5 separate regions of the Mus musculus genome follow, and regions 2, 3, 4 and 5 are each linked to region 1. The links are chromatin contacts, called in public Hi-C, HiChIP or PLAC-seq and promoter capture Hi-C maps. All regions are on one chromosome and are shown on one strand. Each heading gives the region's core, a stretch centred on a gene start, on an enhancer-like site or on the middle of the called end of the contact. The rest is flanking DNA. Distances are from core to core; before and after follow the strand shown. Region 1 holds the start of Odf2l (outer dense fiber of sperm tails 2-like). Region 2 holds the start of Syde2 (synapse defective 1, Rho GTPase, homolog 2 (C. elegans)). Region 3 has its middle 16 kb from the start of Gm35187. Region 4 overlaps Hs2st1 (heparan sulfate 2-O-sulfotransferase 1). Region 5 holds the start of Selenof (selenoprotein F).

Evidence for each region. Promoter capture Hi-C pulls out the DNA fragments that hold promoters and counts their contacts. Hi-C and Micro-C count contacts between places; a contact is called where the count stands out from the background. HiChIP or PLAC-seq counts read pairs in DNA pulled down with a chosen protein or histone mark. Capture Hi-C pulls out chosen DNA fragments and counts their contacts.
Region 2: a Hi-C map of CD8 T cells shows a contact between it and region 1, with 8 times the contacts expected there. The contact joins the promoter of Syde2 here to the promoter of Odf2l in region 1. A contact is called at or near these places in 1 of 484 Hi-C or Micro-C datasets (CD8 T cells) and 1 of 115 datasets of contacts at active chromatin or transcription factors (astrocytes).
Region 3: a contact with region 1 is called in an H3K4me3 HiChIP or PLAC-seq map of forebrain, with 5 times the contacts expected there. The contact joins the enhancer-like site here to the promoter of Odf2l in region 1. A contact is called at or near these places in 10 of 39 promoter capture datasets (the 3T3-L1 cell line, 3T3-L1-derived adipocytes, cranial neural crest and 5 more), 4 of 484 Hi-C or Micro-C datasets (CD4 T cells, Th1 cells, brain and 1 more), 7 of 115 datasets of contacts at active chromatin or transcription factors (astrocytes, epiblast stem cells, extraembryonic endoderm stem cells and 4 more) and 2 of 9 other capture datasets (adipose tissue and liver).
Region 4: a promoter capture Hi-C map of embryonic stem cells shows a contact between it and region 1, with 3 times the contacts expected there. The contact joins the enhancer-like site here to the promoter of Odf2l in region 1. A contact is called at or near these places in 8 of 39 promoter capture datasets (the 3T3-L1 cell line, the C10 cell line, the HPC-7 cell line and 3 more), 1 of 484 Hi-C or Micro-C datasets (the G1E-ER4 cell line), 1 of 115 datasets of contacts at active chromatin or transcription factors (pancreatic cancer cells) and 1 of 9 other capture datasets (liver).
Region 5: a contact with region 1 is called in a promoter capture Hi-C map of adipose tissue. The contact joins the promoter of Selenof here to the promoter of Odf2l in region 1. A contact is called at or near these places in 14 of 39 promoter capture datasets (the 3T3-L1 cell line, 3T3-L1-derived adipocytes, the C10 cell line and 9 more), 11 of 484 Hi-C or Micro-C datasets (CD4 T cells, CD8 T cells, LSK cells and 6 more), 9 of 115 datasets of contacts at active chromatin or transcription factors (the SCID.adh cell line, astrocytes, bone marrow-derived macrophages and 6 more) and 3 of 9 other capture datasets (adipose tissue, liver and pancreatic islet).

Annotation. Positions count from the first base shown.
Region 1 is chr3:145,116,582-145,120,250 of GRCm38.p6, reverse strand. It overlaps Odf2l (outer dense fiber of sperm tails 2-like), which reads right to left and starts at 1,662. Exons shown (of 17, transcript NM_001162538.1): 1 at 1,469-1,662. Gm40163 (a long non-coding RNA gene) reads left to right here and starts at 1,838. Exons shown (of 2, transcript XR_867692.2): 1 at 1,838-1,908; 2 at 3,136-3,429.
Region 2 is chr3:145,985,765-145,989,433 of GRCm38.p6, reverse strand. It overlaps Syde2 (synapse defective 1, Rho GTPase, homolog 2 (C. elegans)), which reads right to left and starts at 1,564. Exons shown (of 7, transcript NM_001166064.1): 1 at 265-1,564. The coding sequence starts at 1,435. It overlaps Gm35352 (a long non-coding RNA gene), which reads left to right and starts at 1,939. Exons shown (of 3, transcript XR_376174.3): 1 at 1,939-2,062.
Region 3 is chr3:145,905,057-145,908,725 of GRCm38.p6, reverse strand. No RefSeq gene overlaps it. Among named protein-coding and RNA genes, the nearest start is that of Gm35187, 16 kb to the right of the region's middle. Within about 2 kb of position 1,950, at least 23 of the 459 cell types and tissues checked have an H3K27ac peak or open chromatin away from gene starts, as enhancers often do. A contact at or near this core is called in forebrain and liver, where this site is marked.
Region 4 is chr3:144,433,995-144,437,663 of GRCm38.p6, reverse strand. Hs2st1 (heparan sulfate 2-O-sulfotransferase 1) reads left to right here. Exons shown (of 7, transcript NM_011828.4): 5 at 1-69; 6 at 2,045-2,202; 7 at 2,950-3,669. The coding sequence ends at 3,176. Among named protein-coding and RNA genes, the nearest start is that of Gm34434, 54 kb to the right of the region's middle. Within about 2 kb of position 1,928, at least 7 of the 459 cell types and tissues checked have an H3K27ac peak or open chromatin away from gene starts, as enhancers often do. A contact at or near this core is called in embryonic stem cells, where this site is marked.
Region 5 is chr3:144,568,871-144,572,539 of GRCm38.p6, reverse strand. Selenof (selenoprotein F) reads right to left here and starts at 2,113. Exons shown (of 5, transcript NM_053102.2): 1 at 1,741-2,113. The coding sequence starts at 1,815. Hs2st1 (heparan sulfate 2-O-sulfotransferase 1) reads left to right here and starts at 2,324. Exons shown (of 7, transcript NM_011828.4): 1 at 2,324-2,806. The coding sequence starts at 2,683.

The sequences.
Region 1 (3,669 bases), core at 413-2,912:
TCAAGGAGTAAAGGGACCACGGAGAGCAGCTGAGGGTTGACACCGTATGACAGGACTGGAGACCAGCATAGAGGTCAGAAAGCCACCGATGACAGAGCAGCCCCCCATCGTAGTGCAGGCCTCAGGACTGAAGAGGCAATGAATACAAACCGAGGCTTGGAATGATTAGGCAAGGGTTTCTAAGGAAAGCCCAGGAGATGTTATTGGAGAAATGCAGTGGATACACAAGGATTGCAAGTGTCACGGAAAGAAACTGAGGACTGGTACAATGAAAGGACAGAAGAGGCCACTGGTTAAAGATCCCAGGATACTGCAGATGTTAGGACCACGGATGACCATCAAGGACAGCAACAGGGGTGGTTTAGAGTCACGGTGACACACTGAGCAAGAAGTAGAATCCCTGGACTCATCTTACTTTATCCCACCTTTAAACTTAGATGCCATCTGGCCCACTCTGCGGGGCAGCTCAGCAATCTTCACGTTTTTTCCACTTTCTCCTTTTTAAAGTAATTATCCTGAATTAACCAACCTACCTTAAATTTACTTACAAGCCTGAGTTGATCAGAACTGATTTTACAGAACAACCTTGAAGACCTATCTGTTCTTTGTAGAAAGTCATTGCTGAAGCAGTCATAAATGGAGAACTACTAAACCAGAGGGTGGGGGTTGGGGGCATCAGTGGCCTGCAACGGATCGTTTCTATACTCATCCTGACTCCCATTTGTCTGTATGGAGTTAACAAAAGTGACGAATAAATGAGGCTATCTGCTCAGATCTTGAGACGCTCGAAAAGCAAAGACTAAAACTATTAATATACACCAGTTGTAGAATTAGCAGAAAACAGCAATAATAATACTTTGCTATTAAAAATTACAAATATGGCCGGTCTCACCATTAATCAAAGGTATGAAGTAAAGCTTACAAACAGGCACGATTTCTACAGTTTGATCCTTTACCTAAACCAGAGGCACTCGTACCCTCAAACATTTGACACCCTTGTAAGCCATGGCGTGACAGAGAAACTTGGTCTTTAGGGTCACCAATAGCAGCCACCGTTAGGTTAAGGTTACTCAACTGACATATTCAGTGCCAGAGACAGGGGACATGACTCGGGGTACGTCAAGAACTGGACTGGCATCGGGTGAGCTCAAGATTAGGAAAACACTATGTCGGAAACACCCCCAAACCCGGACCCTCGCTCTGCAGGGACCCTATCCCCCGCTAACTTCTCCCCGGCGCCCCGAGACCACACCGCGGGAAGCAGGGGCACAATGTCCGCTTTCCTCTGGGTGACAGTGAGGACCTGAGCACCAAACACATACTGTTCAGGAGGGGTGGGCACCACGGGTTTCACTTCCGGGTGCCTAGGGTCACGCGCGGCCCGCCCTCAGAGCCCACCCCAGACTCGCGCCCGCCCGCCCGTCCGCCCGTCGCCCTGACGTCATCCCCCGCCGCCGCCACTACCTACAATGGCCGGAGGCCTCTCTGAGGCCTGCCCGGCCCTGGGTCACTGCAGCAGGCGGAGAGTGCAGAGAGAGTAGGAGGCCAGAGGGAAGGGCAGGGAGCGCGGGGAGAGAAGCTGACGAGTCACCAGAACAGGCAGCGGCGGCCTGAGCGCGTCCACCTTGGAGCTCAACGTTGCTAGTAACCGGCCTGCGGTTTCTGTGGAAACGGACGCCCCGCCCTCATCGGCCCGCTCCGACGCAGCTAATTGGTCGGGAGCTCTAGAGCGCGAGCGCCGTTCCTGCTGTGATTGGAGGGAGTGAGGGGGCGTGGCCGGCGGGGGGTTGTCTCTGCTCTGGTTTCTCTAGTGAGATTTTTCAAAAGCTTTAGCTTTGAGAAAAGGCGTAGCTTTTGTGCGTCGCTGACCGAAAATCTCAACCGCTCTCATCCTAGCAGGGAAGGAAGGTCCGTTCCGAGTCTCTTGACACTGGATCGAAAAATGACTTCCCTGCTTTTGCCCTTTTTTGTAGCTAGGATTTGAAAAAACCCAAGACAGAAAAACCTTTCCAGTGTATGGCATTATCCCCCACAGGAGTTTTTCTTCTTTAAAAACATAGTCAGCAGGTTCTCCAAAATGTCGTTCAAGTCCTCCTAAGTCCTTAGATAAAGCTGCTGTGCTTTCTAAACTGCTGAACCGGCCAAATGAGATCTTGGTAGGACCTAGTAGTGGTTTTTTGTTTGTTTATTTTGTTTTGTTTTGTTTTCCTTATGAGATTTTGGGAGTTTTGTCATTGTTCTTGGAATGTTTTCATGCACCTCCCAGGTGTAGTAGATAGGAGTGAGTTTACGTCCGAGTTTTTGTACAACTGGCTATTATCCATTTATTTGCCTCTATGGGAAACAAACAAACAAACATGTTTTTGCCGCGTGCACCTTGTCCTTCTTATATACTCAAGTGACCTTTCTTAGCACTCAGGGTATACACTGTCTGATGCTCTGAATAAAGTTGGCTATTGCATGCGGCGTTAGTCTGCCTCGTTCCTCCGCTCCACTCCCTCAGGTTCCACCACAGGAAGAGATATAAAAATGAACAGCATATCGAAGCAGCGCATACTTCTAGTAGATAGAGTAAAATGGTAGCTATGGGAAATGTCAGCTAGGAGCTGAACTGTCGGCCCTTCAGTATGGCTAGTACAAGCTCTTCAGAGCCAGATGCTGTGCTTCTTAGGGAGTTTCCATAGGGAGCTGTTCGCCTAGGTGAGGAAAATGAAAATACATGTTTATGAAATATTCTATAAGAAAGTCATAAATAGCAAGTTTGTTTATAATAGCTAAAAATGGCAAGTAGATTGAATGTTTACCAGCAGGAAAATTGATTACATATTCAATACAATGGAATGATATTCCACAGTCAAAAACAACAAGCCACTTCAATATGCACCTTCTGCATAAGTAGCTTGAAGCTCTTCTCTCTGTTGCCTGGGACATTCAATATGGACATGCTGGGTACATGAGCAGCCATGGATAGACTGGTAATAGACGTCTTAATTCAGCCTTGTATAAGAAAGTAGCGTAGGCTGAGTTGTTTAAAGAACAGAAACATATTTATCACATTTCTAGAATCTCAGAAGACCCAACTCAAGAATCAACCAATCTGGCTGCTAGTGAGTTGTCTGTTCCTAATGCTTACAGATGGTTGGAAGCCTCCTTGCTGTATTCTCACTTGAGCAAGAAGCAAGATCTCACCTACCTCCTGTAAGGACACAGATCTCATCATGAGGACTCTACTCCTGTAACCCAATCAGCCTGCCAAGGCCTCCACTCCAAGTGCCTACACACTGAGGGTTAGTGGGAGGAAGGGACACACTCATTCCACAGCAGGGAGCTGCATGCTACTCCTCCCTGGAGAGTGATCGTTCTCTGAAGGCAATTCTCCAAGTACTGACTTAATTGTGGAAAATAAAGATTTTTATTATCTTCCCACTATCACTTCTCAGCATATTTAATCATATATGTAAGCTGCTTTTACCTGATTATGGCTGTCAAAGAATGGTAGGTAAATGCCAAAAGAGGTTTTTGTAACTGAAAGCAGAAAAGGTGGGAGTTTAAAAATAAAAACATGTAATTTTAGATACTGGAACTTCAATATATTGACTTTCTCCTCAGCCTAGTAAGTAATTTACAATGCAAGAGTCATTGCTACGATGTTATAACAATGCAAGAAGA
Region 2 (3,669 bases), core at 315-2,814, 870 kb before region 1:
TCAACCTGAGGGTCTCGACCCCTGTGGTGACTGAACTAATTTTTCACTGGGGTCGCCTAAGACCATTGGAAAACACAGATATTTGCATGACGTCTCATAACAGTGGCAAAATTACAGTTATGAAGTAGCAACGAACATAATTTTATGGTCGGGGGCACCAAACATGAGGAACTAGATTCAAGGGTCACAGCATCAGAAAGGCTGAAAACCACCACACTAGAGGCTCAGGGCGCTGCTTAGCATATTGACTGCAAAGTGTCCTACCTGTCAGTGTGATTCTTTGGTCCGTTGTCACCGAGAGGACGTGGTTTTCATGCACTTTCCAACTGCCCAAATTTGGAGAGGTTGTCTGCGCTCCGGGAACTTTGGGTGCTGTCCCGCGATCGCGACCCTTCATCCCCAGGGACAGCAGACGTCCTTTGTACATCCACTTCTGCAGTTTCTTGACAGTCACCGCAGGTGGCTTGAGGGGAAGATCCTCCGGATGGTCCTCTTGGCTGCTGGATATCACAGAGGTCCCCACAGGATCCTTAAAGGGTCGTCCCGAGGACCCGCTGGGGTCATGGCAGATGGGAGGCAGGAGAGCGGCGGACGTAGCAGCCCTGTGGCTGCCCGGGCTCCAGCCGTCCATCCCACCTCCACGTGGCTGGGGCTCGTCCCTGTCCCGGTGCGCACCGCACCTGATGCAGCTGTCGCTCGCCCACCGCTGGAGCAGAGGCGGCCGCCGGCTCACGCGGAGGCTCTCGAGACTTCTGCAACTGGACAGTTGTATCCGAGGACTGGGAGGCCGTCCCTCTCTCGACTCCGTCGGAGGCGACCGGGGCGGGGACACCTGCTGCGGAGGGCGGTCGCCGCCTCGGAGGCTGCAGGCTGGGCGCACGGCTGCGCCGCGGGGGAGAGGCGGCTGCTGGCCCTGAGCCCGGGCTCCCGCGGGTCCGCCCCGCCGCGTGCCCGAGTCAGGGGGTAGGTCGTGCATGGCCTGGATCAGCAGATAATAGGCCTCTCGCAACTGGGTCTGCAGCCTGCCCGTCTCCAGGCGGCCGCCCTCCATCCCCGGGGAGGAGCCCGGCGCTCGGGAAGGCGAGGCCCGCAGCGCCTCCGCCCCCTCGGGCGCGCAGCCCGCCGGCAGGTTCTCGTAGTAGTCGGCGCCCTCGTCCTCCCCGTCGTCGTCGCCGCTGCCCCAGGCGCCTGGGGAGGCGCGAGCAAGCGCGCGGCCCAGAGCGGCGGCCTCCTGCGCCCCGCGAGACCATGGCACCCGCGCGCCCGGCTGCTCGGTCCCCCATGCGGGCCGCTCCATACCGGGGCCCGCGAGCTCGTGGGGCGGCGAGCGTCCCTCGGAGAGCGAGGCCGCCACGGAGTCCGCGTGCAGCCCGAGCGCGCCGGGAGCGTGCCGCTCTCGGAGCCGGCCGAGCGTCCTCCGCAGGGGCTCCGCCATGAGCGCCGCCCTCAGCAGCCCGGCTCGCCCGGGGCGCGGGGCGGGCTCCGAGTCCCGCGCGGGCGGAGGCGGCGGCTCTCCATGACCACGGCCGGTCCTCGCCAGCTCCTCACATACTTGGCATAACTCGGCAGCGGCGGGTCGGTAGAGGGGGGCGCGGGCGCCGCAGCGCGCATGCCCCGGAACTAGAGCCGCGACGGGGCGCGCGGGCCAACACGCGGCGTTCCCGAGGTGGGCGCTCCGGGGGCGGGGCCTGCGCGGCTGCAGAGAGGGAAAGGTGGAGCGGGTCGGGCTGCCACCCCGCCAACCGCCCCGGCCCCTCCCCGCTGCCCCCTGCGCGAGGCGGGGCTCCGGTGCAGCAAGTCCTAGCTTGAGAGTAACAAAGACTGTTTGGACCGACCAAGTGCGAGTGCAGGTGTATCTCACAGGAGCGTTGTCCCCAAGATGTTCTGATCGGTTCCCTGCTCCCCGGAACTGTTGGAAAGGAATTTGCGGGGCTAGAGAGGTCGCTCGGTTGTAAGGATCGCTGGCTGCTCTGGTGTAGGACTCCAGTGTCAGGGGTTCCGAAGCCCTCTTCTGGCCTCCGCTGGCACCCGGCATGCGTGTTGTAAACCGTCATAGGTGCAGGTAAAACAACCATGCACGTAAAAATAAACAATAAAAAAGAAATCTGTAGCAAATCCTATTCAATAAGGAATTTTTAAAAAAAGTCCTTTATGTACTAGATCACTTCGGTTCCCTCTTTTTCAAATCTGTTTCTCCTTCTGTAAAAATGATACCTTCTCATCCAACGTTAATCCCTAGATCAAACAAAACTTGTTAAATGGAACCACAGATAAGAGCCCCGGGTACAACTACCAAACTAAAAGCGCTAGTTTACAGCTTTTAAATGTAAAAATGCTAACTGAAATTCAGTGTTCACTGGGTCGAAATAGAGAAAGGGTGAAATTTGGAAATACCTACTCTCAATACCAAACCCTGCCTGGCCTGGCACTGATCGATAAGAATCAGTGTTGCCATCATCTCTGATTTCAGCTATACTTTTTGGTTGTTATGCATTGGGAATGACCTTTGAGCCACTCATACCGCACAAATATCTAGCACATGCTTGCACTTAGTAGGTACTCAAGTCCTCCAAAAGTGGTAGTTGAGTGAATGGTCCTTACTTATTCCAGTATGGTCCTCCATGTAAGCCCAGCTGCTTTCTGTGCCTAAACGCTCCATCCTCTCAGCTCACTTGGATCTGTGCCGTTTGTTAGCGCCTGGCTCTCTGCCTTTGGAGTCATCCCCCTGTATCTGTATGCGTGTAATCTTCCCTGTGCTAGGCTTGGTGTGGTGGTATACTTGCTTGTGGAAGGAGGCTTAAGATGGAGGCAGTAGGAGGACAGCCTGAGGCCCTCTCTCAAAAAGCTAAACAAAGGAACAAAGAAACTGACAGGAGTGCCCCTCAGGTGAAGGCAAAGCTTTCAAGCCTAAAGATTTGAGTCAATTGTATCAAGACCCACACCCTGGAGGTGAGGAGCCATTGCTTTGTGACCTGAGACTCACTCCAAAACACAGGAATGCAGAGGGGAGGCTGAAGGGCTACCTACCCATCCTCCTCTTCACCATGGAGTCAGCTCCCACACAGACTAGGTCTCAGGTTCTACCAAACTTCAAGAGTCCTTATCACTACACAGCACACATTCAAAACACATATACCCTGCATGCCACACATATACCACACACACACACATATATACCACACACACACACCACATACACCACACACACCACACATACACCACACACAACACACATGCATGCATATACACACAAACACATATATACCACACACACACCATGCACAAGTACACTACACAAACACACCACACATATACACATGCTACACATATACCATGCATATACACCACACACATGTATAAACACACAAATCTTTATCATATATTTGTTGGAACAGATTGTTTCAGGTATTTTTTTTGTTTTACATAATTCGTATGCATGTTTTGTATCTTTTATTTAAAAAATTCAAAATTGACCCACTTCCTAAGGACAGAAACTATAATCCCTTGTTGTATTGGGGTAAACCCAGCATCCTAAACACTACATGAGGAAGCTTCTTAGTTGACAGCAGTGTTATAGACAAGAAGCAGCTTCAGTTTCCAGTCCGTCGCTCAACTCTCCACTAGACCACAGTGTTCTCATGCTGTTTTGAAACTCTTTCGTAACACACT
Region 3 (3,669 bases), core at 701-3,200, 790 kb before region 1:
CAGGGTAGAAGGGAAATACCATCACGGAGCTATCTCACAAAGTCTTCAGAGCTGTCCGAGAGTGAGGAGCTGGCATAGCCAAGCACTCGCCAATCTGAAGAGATGATTCTTATGTGGTGTGGCAAAATCATTTATGATTAAGTTCTCTAACCGAATGTACAAAGACAGATACTTGAGTGCCAAAGTCATAGTTCTTGGTTGAGATGTTTACCTGAGGGGGGGGGGGAGTCTAGACAACACACACCAAGATAAGAGTCCTCACTCAGAAGAGTCAAATCTGTATTTCAGTCATGCTGGAAAACCAGCTAGTTTCAGAATGCCCCCAGTTCCCCGACAGACTGGAGTATAGACAGCAACCAAAATCAACCAACCAACTCTCTAACCAACCCACTGTCTAATCATCCAACCGAAACACCAAGATAAAGGTAGCATTTTAACTGACAGACAGTATTGTGACATACAAAGGGTCCTTCCAAAGATAAGGACTTCTGTGTGCAGTTCATGTGTACCATCTCCATGTGTGTGTGAACACCAATGCCTGTATGTGTGTTTGAGTAAGCATGTATGTATGTTGGTATGTATGTAGGCCCAAAAGGGCAAAAGCAGCAAGCTTTCTCCAGTGCTGACCCATCTCTCCACCCTCATTCAGTGCTGACCCATCTCTCCACCCTCGTTCAGTGCTGACCCATCTCTCCAGCCTCATTCAGCTTTTTATGTGTGTGCCAGGGCTCTGAGCTCAGGTCCTTCTGTGTCTGTGGCAAGCACTTTATGCATTGAACAACCCTTCTGCCCCCTGTTTGCTTTTTTTTTTTTTTTAGGGTCTCACTAGGTAACCTAAACCTGGCTTTGAATTTATAATCCCTCTTGCTACAACCTCCCGAGTCTTGAGATTAAAGATAGATACTTCCATGCCCAGATATCCCAAGTTTTAGATCGAAGTTTTGAGTTAACAAAGCACTACCAACACCCACAAGCTTATGGTATAATGGTATTTCCACTTCAGTGAAGAAACATCAGGAGCCTGAGGGAGGAAGTCAGTGAGCCAGTCCACAGGGCCAGATTCCGGGTGTCCCACGTGCAACCATGCATGGCTGCACAGCACACCATCATCTTCGTTTTTACTTACCTCTCCTAGTTCCCACTCTTGGTAAGCTGTCCACCTTCGTGGAACAGGAGGGAACATAAGAACACCCTTTGCACTATTGCACAACGTTTCTGCAAGTCTCAAGATAAAAAATATAAAATGAAGCCTGACATATTCTTTTAGTGTGGATGGTGGTTTTTGCAATTCTGAAGAGAATCGTAAAAGCAGCGTGTATAGCTAGGAGTAGAGCAGCATTTTATTAAAGGACCCTCCCTGGGCAGCGATTTAGTTGTTTCTCTTCTTTATTGGCTCTTAGGACAGCACCACACAGCATGGATTCTCGGACCATGCCTGGTCCCACTACCATCATCATCATCATCATCCTGAACATAGACTTTCTGACAAACATCAATAACTACAACCCTTCCAGATCCAACTCCATCAACGCTCCAATGACTCTTCTCTGCTCACACACACACCCCTGCTGTCGGCTGGCTCCCCAGCCCACCCCCTCTGCTCTTTCAGTTTTTTTTTTTTTTTTTTTTTCGAGACAGGGTTTCTCTGTGTAGCCCTGTCTGTTCTGGAACTCACTCTGTAGACCAGGCTGGCTTCGAACTCAGAAATCTACCTGCCTCTGCCTCTCAAGTGCTGGGATTAAAGGCGTGTGCCACCACTGCCCGGCTTCCCTCTGTTCTTTCAATGTCCACAGGCCACTCTCCATTTCCAGTTGGGTCAAGGTCAAAGAGCCGTGCTTCCAATGGCAGTAGATGTCCGGCAGGTATTGAGGTTCAAGCAGATACGCCTCAGGATTTAATATCTGTTCTCCAGCCAACAGCACGTGTGACATTCTCAGCGGCATGGACTCTGAACAGGTGGCTGTCCCATCTGTCTTTCAACAGATCAGAGGGAACGGTGGCAAAGGGCAAGGCTGGCTTGTAATGAGGGCACCTCTGGCAAGGAGATATCCACCCCTACTTTCTCTGTTGGATGGCAATATTGTTAAATCTCTGCTCCCAGTCTCTAGTCTCTCCTAAGCAGGGTACTGTGTTCCCCGCTGTCTCATTCTTTGAAGCACAGCTCGTGTGTTTGGAGTCTTGGTTCTTAGCTGGTGGAGACATTTTAGGAAGCTGTGGAACCTTTGAGAAGCAGGGCCTAGCCGGAGGACGTGGGCCACTGAGGGGAGTGGCCTGAGCTTTGAAGTCCAGCCCAGTTCTGGCTTCACCTCTCTTCCTCTCACTCTCTTTCCCTTTCCCCCTTCCCCTCCCTCTCTCTCTTCTCCCTCCCTCTCTCCTTCCTGAATGCTGGTGTGAAATAGCCACCTCACTCTCTTGCTTCTACAACCACAAGCCATGGTTATAAATATAAGCCATTCGTGAGAAGTCGTGATCCCATTTCCTCCTCCTCCTCCTCCTCCTCTTCCTCCTCCTCCTCCTCCTCCTCCTCCTCCTCCTCCTCCCTCCTCCACTCCTTATCTCCAGCCTCCTTGGTGTTGTAACTATTTCTTGAACACCACCAGCCTAGGCATTCTATGTATACTGGCTCCTGTCTAACTTCCATCCTAACCAGGAGGTCGGCACTATGTATCTACCGTATAAGTCTTTACTAGTGTGTGCCTTCCTGTCTCAAGCTGTAAGAATCTTTCTAGATGATTCTAAATTGTGTTAAGCTGACAATTAGAGCTATCACCAAGATCACAGGTGGCTTTTGTGCTCTCCATGTCTTGAGATAGCCCCAGGCCTAGGCACATCCTGACAGCTTCCTGCCCTCCCCTGGTCCTCTTGGTGCCACGTTCCTGGGTCTCAGCAAAGTAGAAGTAAGGAAAGGCAAACAAAAGGCAGATTTCTCAGCTTCACTGCGAAGCAGATTTCTTGCAGGTTAGTTCTTTGGTGTTGGGTAGCGGTTCTAGTCCTTTCTTGCTTCTCTGGACCAAGAGAGTCACCGAGAAAACAAGTATGCCACCACCAGAGGGCGCTGCGACCACACAATTTTTTTTTTTCTGCAAAAACTGACCTCTGCAAACATAGTTTAGATTTCTTTTGTTTCTGAGGAGAAATTAAGGGTTGCCCGTGGTGGTGGCAGTAGTGGGGGCTGGGCAGGCGGTGAGAGGGCAGGCGGTGAGACACGAATTAATACGGAGAAGCAGAGATGGGAAGTGTAGCAAACACTCTGCAGGTGCCTTGCTGTGTCATTATTTGAAATTTTCAACTCTGTTGGAACACTTGCTTTCAATATCGAGCAGAGGACGATGCTGAGGAGAAGGGCTGTGCTGCCGAACAGAACTGGGTGACAGCCCCAGATCTATGCTCAGTAAATCTGTGACTACCCATGGGGGCCAACGAGGCCTGGAACTTTCTGTGTAGACAAGGCTGGCTTCAAACTCGGAGAGATTGGCCTGTCTCTGCCTCCCCAGTGCTAGGATAGTAACACCGTGCTGCTAGACCCTGTGGCCGGCCCCTAGTTTTCTCAACAACGCCATGAGGCATTTGTGAGAATTAAAGGAATGAGGTTATAACATGTCCTGGTCCCAGAGAGCCACAAGAGTGCAGCGCTATGACAATGATATATTACTTAAACCTTAAAAACAA
Region 4 (3,669 bases), core at 679-3,178, 680 kb after region 1:
CTCCGACTGTGCTCCAGAGAAGCTCTGGCTTCAGATCCCGTTCTTCTGTGGCCACAGCTCAGAATGCTGGTAGGACAACAAACGAAACTAAATAATAAACTTCTTCCTTACCTCCATAACCCACATCCCATGAGCCGGGCTGGGGTAGCCAGGGCTGGATAGAGAATTATGAGAGTCCGAACCTCACCTGACATGTAAATATCTAGATTTGTTTTCTCTAAATGGTTTTAAAGGTTCACTGTCAACATGCTCTCACGGTGTGGCTTATCAACTGCAGTTATTTTTGCTTTGGAGTTCTGTTTTGCTGAATTGCAGCAGAGGATCTTAGAGGTCAGAGGTCATTTCAGAAACCTTATTTTGTCCTAAGTTTACTGCTTCAAGTAGATCAAACAAAGCCAAGAAGTATTCATCTGATTTTATTGTTAAACTTATTTTGAGTTTTTAAGTATCCAACAATACTCTTATAACGTGTGGTTGTAATCTAGTCAGCTAGTAAACACGAGGTAAGAAGGGATTTTAATTTTAAAAAAACCTTATATCCCCAGAATGTCCTGTGTCCAAGTTCTTTAAATATTTGTACTCATTTATTTATTCTAGTCGACCATTTATTTTGGGGGCTCTAAAGATGAGATCTGGAGCCTTGCACAAGCGAGGCAAGTAGTGTATCACCGGGCTGTGTGCCCGCCCTTTGGTTTCCTGAACTTGAGACGCTTGCCTCAGACTCTGCAGTGCTGGGAACAGACATGCACTGCCATACTTGGTTTATTCAATCATTTTGATAGAAAAATACAGAAACAAAATCCATTCTGAATTAGTATATTTCTTAAACTATAATGGGAACTTCAAGAGATTTCTAAATTATCTGAGCAGCGTAGATTGACAGAAAGTTTAAGGTCCTGCCTGTAGGCTGCTCCAAAGCATCTTCATAGAAAGAGAATTGGAAACGCTGGGAGAGTCTTTCAGGTTTTAGCCACTTTCTCTGAAAAGGAAACTAATTCAATGGCCCAGATATGGCAGAGAACTTGCGTTTTGTAAATAAAGCTTTATAGAGCACAGCCACTAATGCTGGTGCATTTACCATCTGCTGAGATAGCAGACTTAAACAATATGGTTTAAGCCATATCGCCTACAAAGCCTAAGACATTTACTCTCTGCCTTTTGTAGAAAAAGTTTGCCAGGCCCTGCTTTTGAATAATGAAAAGTATTGCCCAATTGAGTTTTAAATAGAGAGGATACTTCATATATTTCATACACAGCTTGGGGAGACCTTAGAAATCAACTAAGCCCTTCTTTCTCCCCGCTTTAAGGTTCTTTTGAGGTAGAATCTCTTGTAGCCCAGGCTGCCCTTGAACTTGTAACCCTCCTGTCTCCACTTCCCATGTGCCAGGATAACAGGAATGCACCACCACACCCAGTTTTTTGGCTTGTGGTTCTGACTTTGTTTTAATAGTTGAGAAAATAGAGTGAAGCCACAGCCTTGGGATCACATTGGCACTTAAAATGCAGAGCCAGAGTTAAGCGTAAAGAATGTTGGTGCTAATTAGATCCCAGAAGTACAGTCTATTTAGGGTGAAACCCGTTAACAACATTAGCTCACACTGTAAACAAAAAGATTGTAAGCAGAGCCTCTTCTTACCTACTTTCTGTTTCTCAGAATTTCAGGAAACACTAAAGCTTATGGAAAGAAAAGACATGGAGTTTACAAATTAAGATAAACAATAAACACAAATTGCTTCTACTTTACCAAAGGGGCTCTCAGAATGAGCAAAGTTTTAGAGTAGTTTTAAAACACATAGTGCACACTAAGTCAGATAAAGGACGTATGATCCAAACAAACCGTCCTTAAAGTCAGTTCATTTCCAGAACCCTTCAGGAGCGTCTGTCTGTGTGGCAGTGGGGAGAGTTAGAATCCAGGTCGCCTTCCCAGAGGTGCCCTCTAAGGGCGCTGCCGCTACTGTGCTCGCCTGCGCGCCTGCCTCCCTATTTCCTCCACAACACTTAGCAGATTTCGTGACCGAGTTTTATTCCTTTTCTGTGGTCTCAGGAATGTAGGGAGCAGATGGGCCATGGACCAGGCTAAGTCTAACCTCATTAATGAGTACTTCCTGGTGGGAGTCACCGAGGAGCTCGAGGACTTCATCATGCTGCTCGAGGCAGCTTTGCCCCGATTCTTCCGGGGCGCTACCGACCTCTACCGTACAGGTATGTGTGTGGGAGGTTGGTTTCCACGGCCCTCACTGACTTGCTCTGTGATAAAGTAGACTACGGTTCTAGAAGAGGGGTGGGGTGGGAAGGCTAAACACAAGAACAGCCATCGTGGGCTGTATTTCTGCAGTCGCTTGTCTAAGGGCACGTCCAGACCATTGTGAGTCCATCGATATTGATGGTTTTGTGTGACAGCTTACCTCAAACTCCCCTAGAGTTTGCATCTACCCTCCATTCTCCACTATTGTAGCAAATATAGGTGGTGGGAAGCTAGATAAAGGCTTTATCGGAAATTTTTTTTTTTTTTAAATAAGCAAGGGCCAGCAAGCTAGCTCAACAGTGTGAGGGCACTTGTGGCAGGAGCCCAGATATGTGATAGGAGAAAAGGACTGACTCCAGGGACGCACACACACACAACTGGACACTGGTAGTGGTGGTTGTTTAAAAATAAGTAAATGGTTCTTAGAGTGGAGAGGGTGAGAGACTCCACTTACTGAGTGGAGTCTTGCATTTACTACTTGGGCATTTTGTTGGGTCTTTTAAGGATTCACCTTGTAATGGTGCTGCCTCGGATGAGGTTAGCTTTCTGGATTTTGCTGGATTATGTTATTAATGTTATAGGGTAATGTGTTACTTGCCCTTCACATTGTCTTATTAGCAGAAACCACTTCTTCAAGTAAAGAGGCATGTCTGTGTGTGTTCTGTAAGAATTATTTATGTTTCCTGTCTTTCCATCGTAAGTAGGAAAGAAATCTCACCTTAGGAAAACCACAGAGAAGAAGCTGCCCACCAAGCAGACTATCGCGAAGCTGCAGCAGTCTGACATTTGGAAGATGGAGAATGAGTTCTATGAGTTTGCTCTGGAGCAGTTCCAGTTCATCCGAGCTCACGCTGTCCGCGAGAAAGACGGAGACCTCTACATCCTGGCCCAGAACTTTTTCTACGAAAAGATTTACCCTAAGTCGAACTGAGCGCAGGTGTGGCCAGAGCACTCCTGCCCCGGAACTTGACTGTGTCACCACCCTTCTCAGCCCCCTGCTGATGCGTGTGCGAGCTGTGAGCCACGCTGAGCTGGGGACAGACATGAATGTCAAGGAGTGAGATGCTGGCGGGCTGGCGGAGTCCTGTGGAGTTTTTAACTTTCTGGCATTTTTACTTTTTTGTTGTTTTATTTTCGTTTTCATGATAGTTATAATCTTCTCCTGGTGCAGGGACATGGGGACTTACATTGCCTAAAATACACACATGGACGTTTAGTCAGATGGCTGAATACCATTTCAGAAGAGGTTTGCATAAGCATTTCTTTGCCTCTCCTTGAATGAAGAGGAGTCTGTTTGCCACTTACCCTTCTGGAGTTTGTGCCGCCACCTCTGCTGGATAGTGCTAAAATATGTTTGGCAGTATCTGATTTATTTGTATGAATCATGTCTCACAAAGTTTATTAGAATGTTTGATCGTGTTTTC
Region 5 (3,669 bases), core at 864-3,363, 550 kb after region 1:
TCAGAGATGTTGCTCTAGATGGTAAGGGCAGAATGAGAAAGAATTAGATGTGGAAGCCAGTTAATGGATCATAGGCAAGCCAATATACTGGCCTGAATAACCAAACTCAACCCAAATGTGCATAGAACACATGTCTAGCTTGGGCAATAAGGAAGTTGATAAAGGCAATTTTTACGTAAGAGTCTCAATGCAGAAAGAGGCAATTCGAAGAAAAGCCAGTGGGCTGTTATTTTCAAGAAGAAAGGTCTCATAGTATTGAACTGGTTTTCAGGTATATTTTGGAAGTAAGAATAAGAAAGGCTAGGTAATTGCCAGTATATGCAGTACATAGGAAGGAGTCAACAAGACATCTGAGTTTGAAGTTAAGATTGGGTGGACAACCACCATGGCATACAGGTAGCCATAAGTTCTTCCTACTCTAGTCCTAGCATGTACTGACATTTCTTTGCAATGCAATTCTGTCACTCTTCCCATTCGGCTGTGGAGTTGGGAAGAGTTGTTCACCTGTGGCGTGGTCTGGGGACTTACTCTGACAAGTCTAATGTGATGGAGTTTGGATCTATTTACACAGTGGGAGGATCTGGCTTTCTGTTTTTAGCCTTGTCTCCCAGGAGGGAATCTGTGATCTCCATGGCAAGGTCTTAAGAGGCTTCTGCTCTTTTGGAGTATTGTCCTGAGACGGCTGTGAAAAAGAAGTCAGTCATTTACTGGGAGATGAGTTAGCAGCAGAACTGAGCGGTCCCTGTTAATGGCACTGACTAGAACTACAGTAGCTTTGGGTTTTTAGTTAAATTCACCAACTAGCTCAAACAGTGCATCCATGAGGGAACTGCTTCACTAACATAAAGGATGGTTAAATTGTTTAAAAACATTGATTGGCAAGGGGGTGGGGGCAGGTATTTACAAAGCCATAGCCTACTGAGATTTTGAAGATAGTTTGAAAACATTACTCCTTTGTTACTTTTGGTAGTGGTAACACATTCAAACGACTACAATGGGAGGGAAAAGCCAACAATTTACTTATGTTTCCAGTATAAAAGTTTAAAGGGATGTTCCCTAAGTGTTTTCTGAAGTACCAGATGTTTCAAAACAACATTGTATTGCAATGTAAGACGCTAAGAATCCACTCTTTGGACAAAGTAAGAAAAGCAGAGACAACGTTTGTGAACTATAAGACCTATGAAGAACAGAGTATTTAGAGACCTACGGTATAATTTTAACTTTCCAAAATCTTGGACAAATCACTTAAGTATCCTAAGTACAAAGACATGTAAATATGGGTGGAAAACTCCCATAGAGGAATTTACCAAAAATACAGTTGCTTCATGAGTAGCTAAGTAAGTCAAAACCAGGTTAACTCCTTTCAGAGATTTAGAACCCGTGTCGTCTGGTTAACGAGGAAAACCGCTTGTCTGGACCAAAACCCTTTAAGGTTTGGGAGTTTGTAAGCAGCGGTAGTTTCATTCACTTGTGTCTCACTCAAAGAAACGTCCCTCCTTTCTAAGCATTACTGACTATGTACCCTCTGTGCTCTGAAAAACCGATCCTAGCTGCCTGAAGCGAGGAAACCATCGTCTCTAGAGCTCCGGCTGGAATTCTGCCACGTTTCATTCCGGATGGAAGCGGCCGCTAAGGCAGCCCGTTCCACGGGCGGCTCCCAAGCGTGGCCCCGGGTTTGCCCTTCCACATCCGCGCTCTCCGACCAGCCTTGAGGCAGCCCCAGAGGCGGTCCACACTCACCGCTTGAAACGCAGTCGCCAGCAGCAAGCGCAGCCCCAGAGCGGGCCGCAGCCACCCACCCTGCCCTGCCGCCATCCCTGCGGTCTGCCGTCAATCTTCAGGGGTCTGAGGACCCCTGTGCCGGGGACGTCCACTGCACTGCCTGACGCGAAACCCGCCGCGAAAGGCCACTGCTACAAGCCTATTATCCCACAAAGACGAGTGTTAGTTAGGCGACCATGGGAGCCTGTAAGTGATCGATTGTTAAACAGTCCTCAGGTTCTTTTAGAGATTCAAATTAGGCATTTTCCTAAACTCCCCACACCGGGGCTTCTTATTCACGACATTCAATCGGCTATCCACGAAGCCCCAGCTCGGCCATCAGTAGCCCCGCCTCCTCCAAGTTTACCCAATCGGACAACGCCTTGCTTGAGTCCCGTGACAAGGAACCCAACCGTAAATCGAACCGAAAGGGCGAGAAGCGGCCTCTCTTCGGACCAATGAACACCACTGTACCGGAGGATGGGGGTGGAGCCTCTGGTTGCCGGGCAGCGTGCGTCAAGGCGTGCGCGTGGTGGCCGAGGGGGAGGGGAGGGGGCGGGCCGAGGGCGGCGCAGCCGCAGCCGCATCGCCACCGGAGGAGCGCGCGGCCGCGAGCGACCGAGGGAGGGAAGGGAGGAAGCGAGGGAAGAGGGCGTGCGGCCGTGGGGTCCCGAAGCCAGGGGGCAGCGGCAGCGGCAGCGGCAGGAGGGCGCCAGGGCCGTCGAGTGGGCCGGGGAGAAGCGTGCACCAGGCGGCCGGCGCTGGCTCCCGCGGGCGGGAGACCGGAGAGGAGGAGGGGGTCGCTGCGGCGCGGCAGTCCGCGCAGCTCCCGGGTCGGGGTCTCCTCCCGGCGCTTCGGTCGCCCTCGGGGCCCCGCTCCCCGCCCCCCGCGGTATGTCTTGATCGCGAGCGGCGGGTTTCATGGGGCTCCTCAGGATTATGATGCCGCCCAAGTTGCAGCTGCTGGCGGTGGTGGCCTTCGCGGTGGCGATGCTCTTCTTGGAGAACCAGATCCAGAAGCTGGAGGAGTCCCGGGCGAAGCTAGGTGAGGCAGCCGAGCGGTGCGCCGGGGCCGGGCTGGCGGGTGGGCATTGCCGGCTATAGCAAGTGGGCTTCCTCAGGGGGCCTCGGAGAACCTCGAGAGCTGGGACCCGGGCACGTCGAGCTCCCGCCACCGGGGAGGGAAGCTGGGCTGATGAGCTGCACGCGCGAGGTCTCTGGCCAGAGGGCTGCCCCGTCGGCCCTTCACTGAGAGAGGGGACCCAGGTCTGCCTGGAGCTGGTGCTGCTGGAGGACACAAACGCTCCCTCTCTCTTCTCTTCCAAATCGTTCTGCAAAGCCCCAGTCATGTGCAGAGATGGGGACTGGAATTTGAATTAGGGGCACCTGGGCACAGGATCCTTTGGGGATGGTGGTCGTGGGGAGATTCGTCGCGGGGAGATGGGTAGAAATGGAAGGAGACTCCGGGAATGATGGGGAGTGAAAGCGGCTCACCGTAGTGAGTGGCAGGCATGCCTGAGCCTAGGGCAGTAAGGGACCTTAGAACTGACAGCTTTGGTAGGCTGGCGGTGTGGGACAGCGGAGCCGATGATGGCACGAAAAGGAGACATCTGGGGGACTGAAGTTCTTTATGAGTGACGCTAAACTGGTTGATTTGGGCTTCAGAGTGGGGTCGTAAGTTTAGGCTGATTGCATGTACAAGAGGGGAACGTTGAGGGTTTGGAATTGCAGGGTTTACCTTGTGAAAGGAAAAGAGTGGGGAGAGTGAACCATATGGGTCTCTTAAAGCGTCTCTCTCAGTGCCCGAATGGAAAAGGGTGCTTGAAACACAAAATTGGAGTGCGAACTTGTGCAACAGCAGTCGAAAGCGCGGATAGTCGGGTGCTTCCGGATAGTGGAGAACTTTGG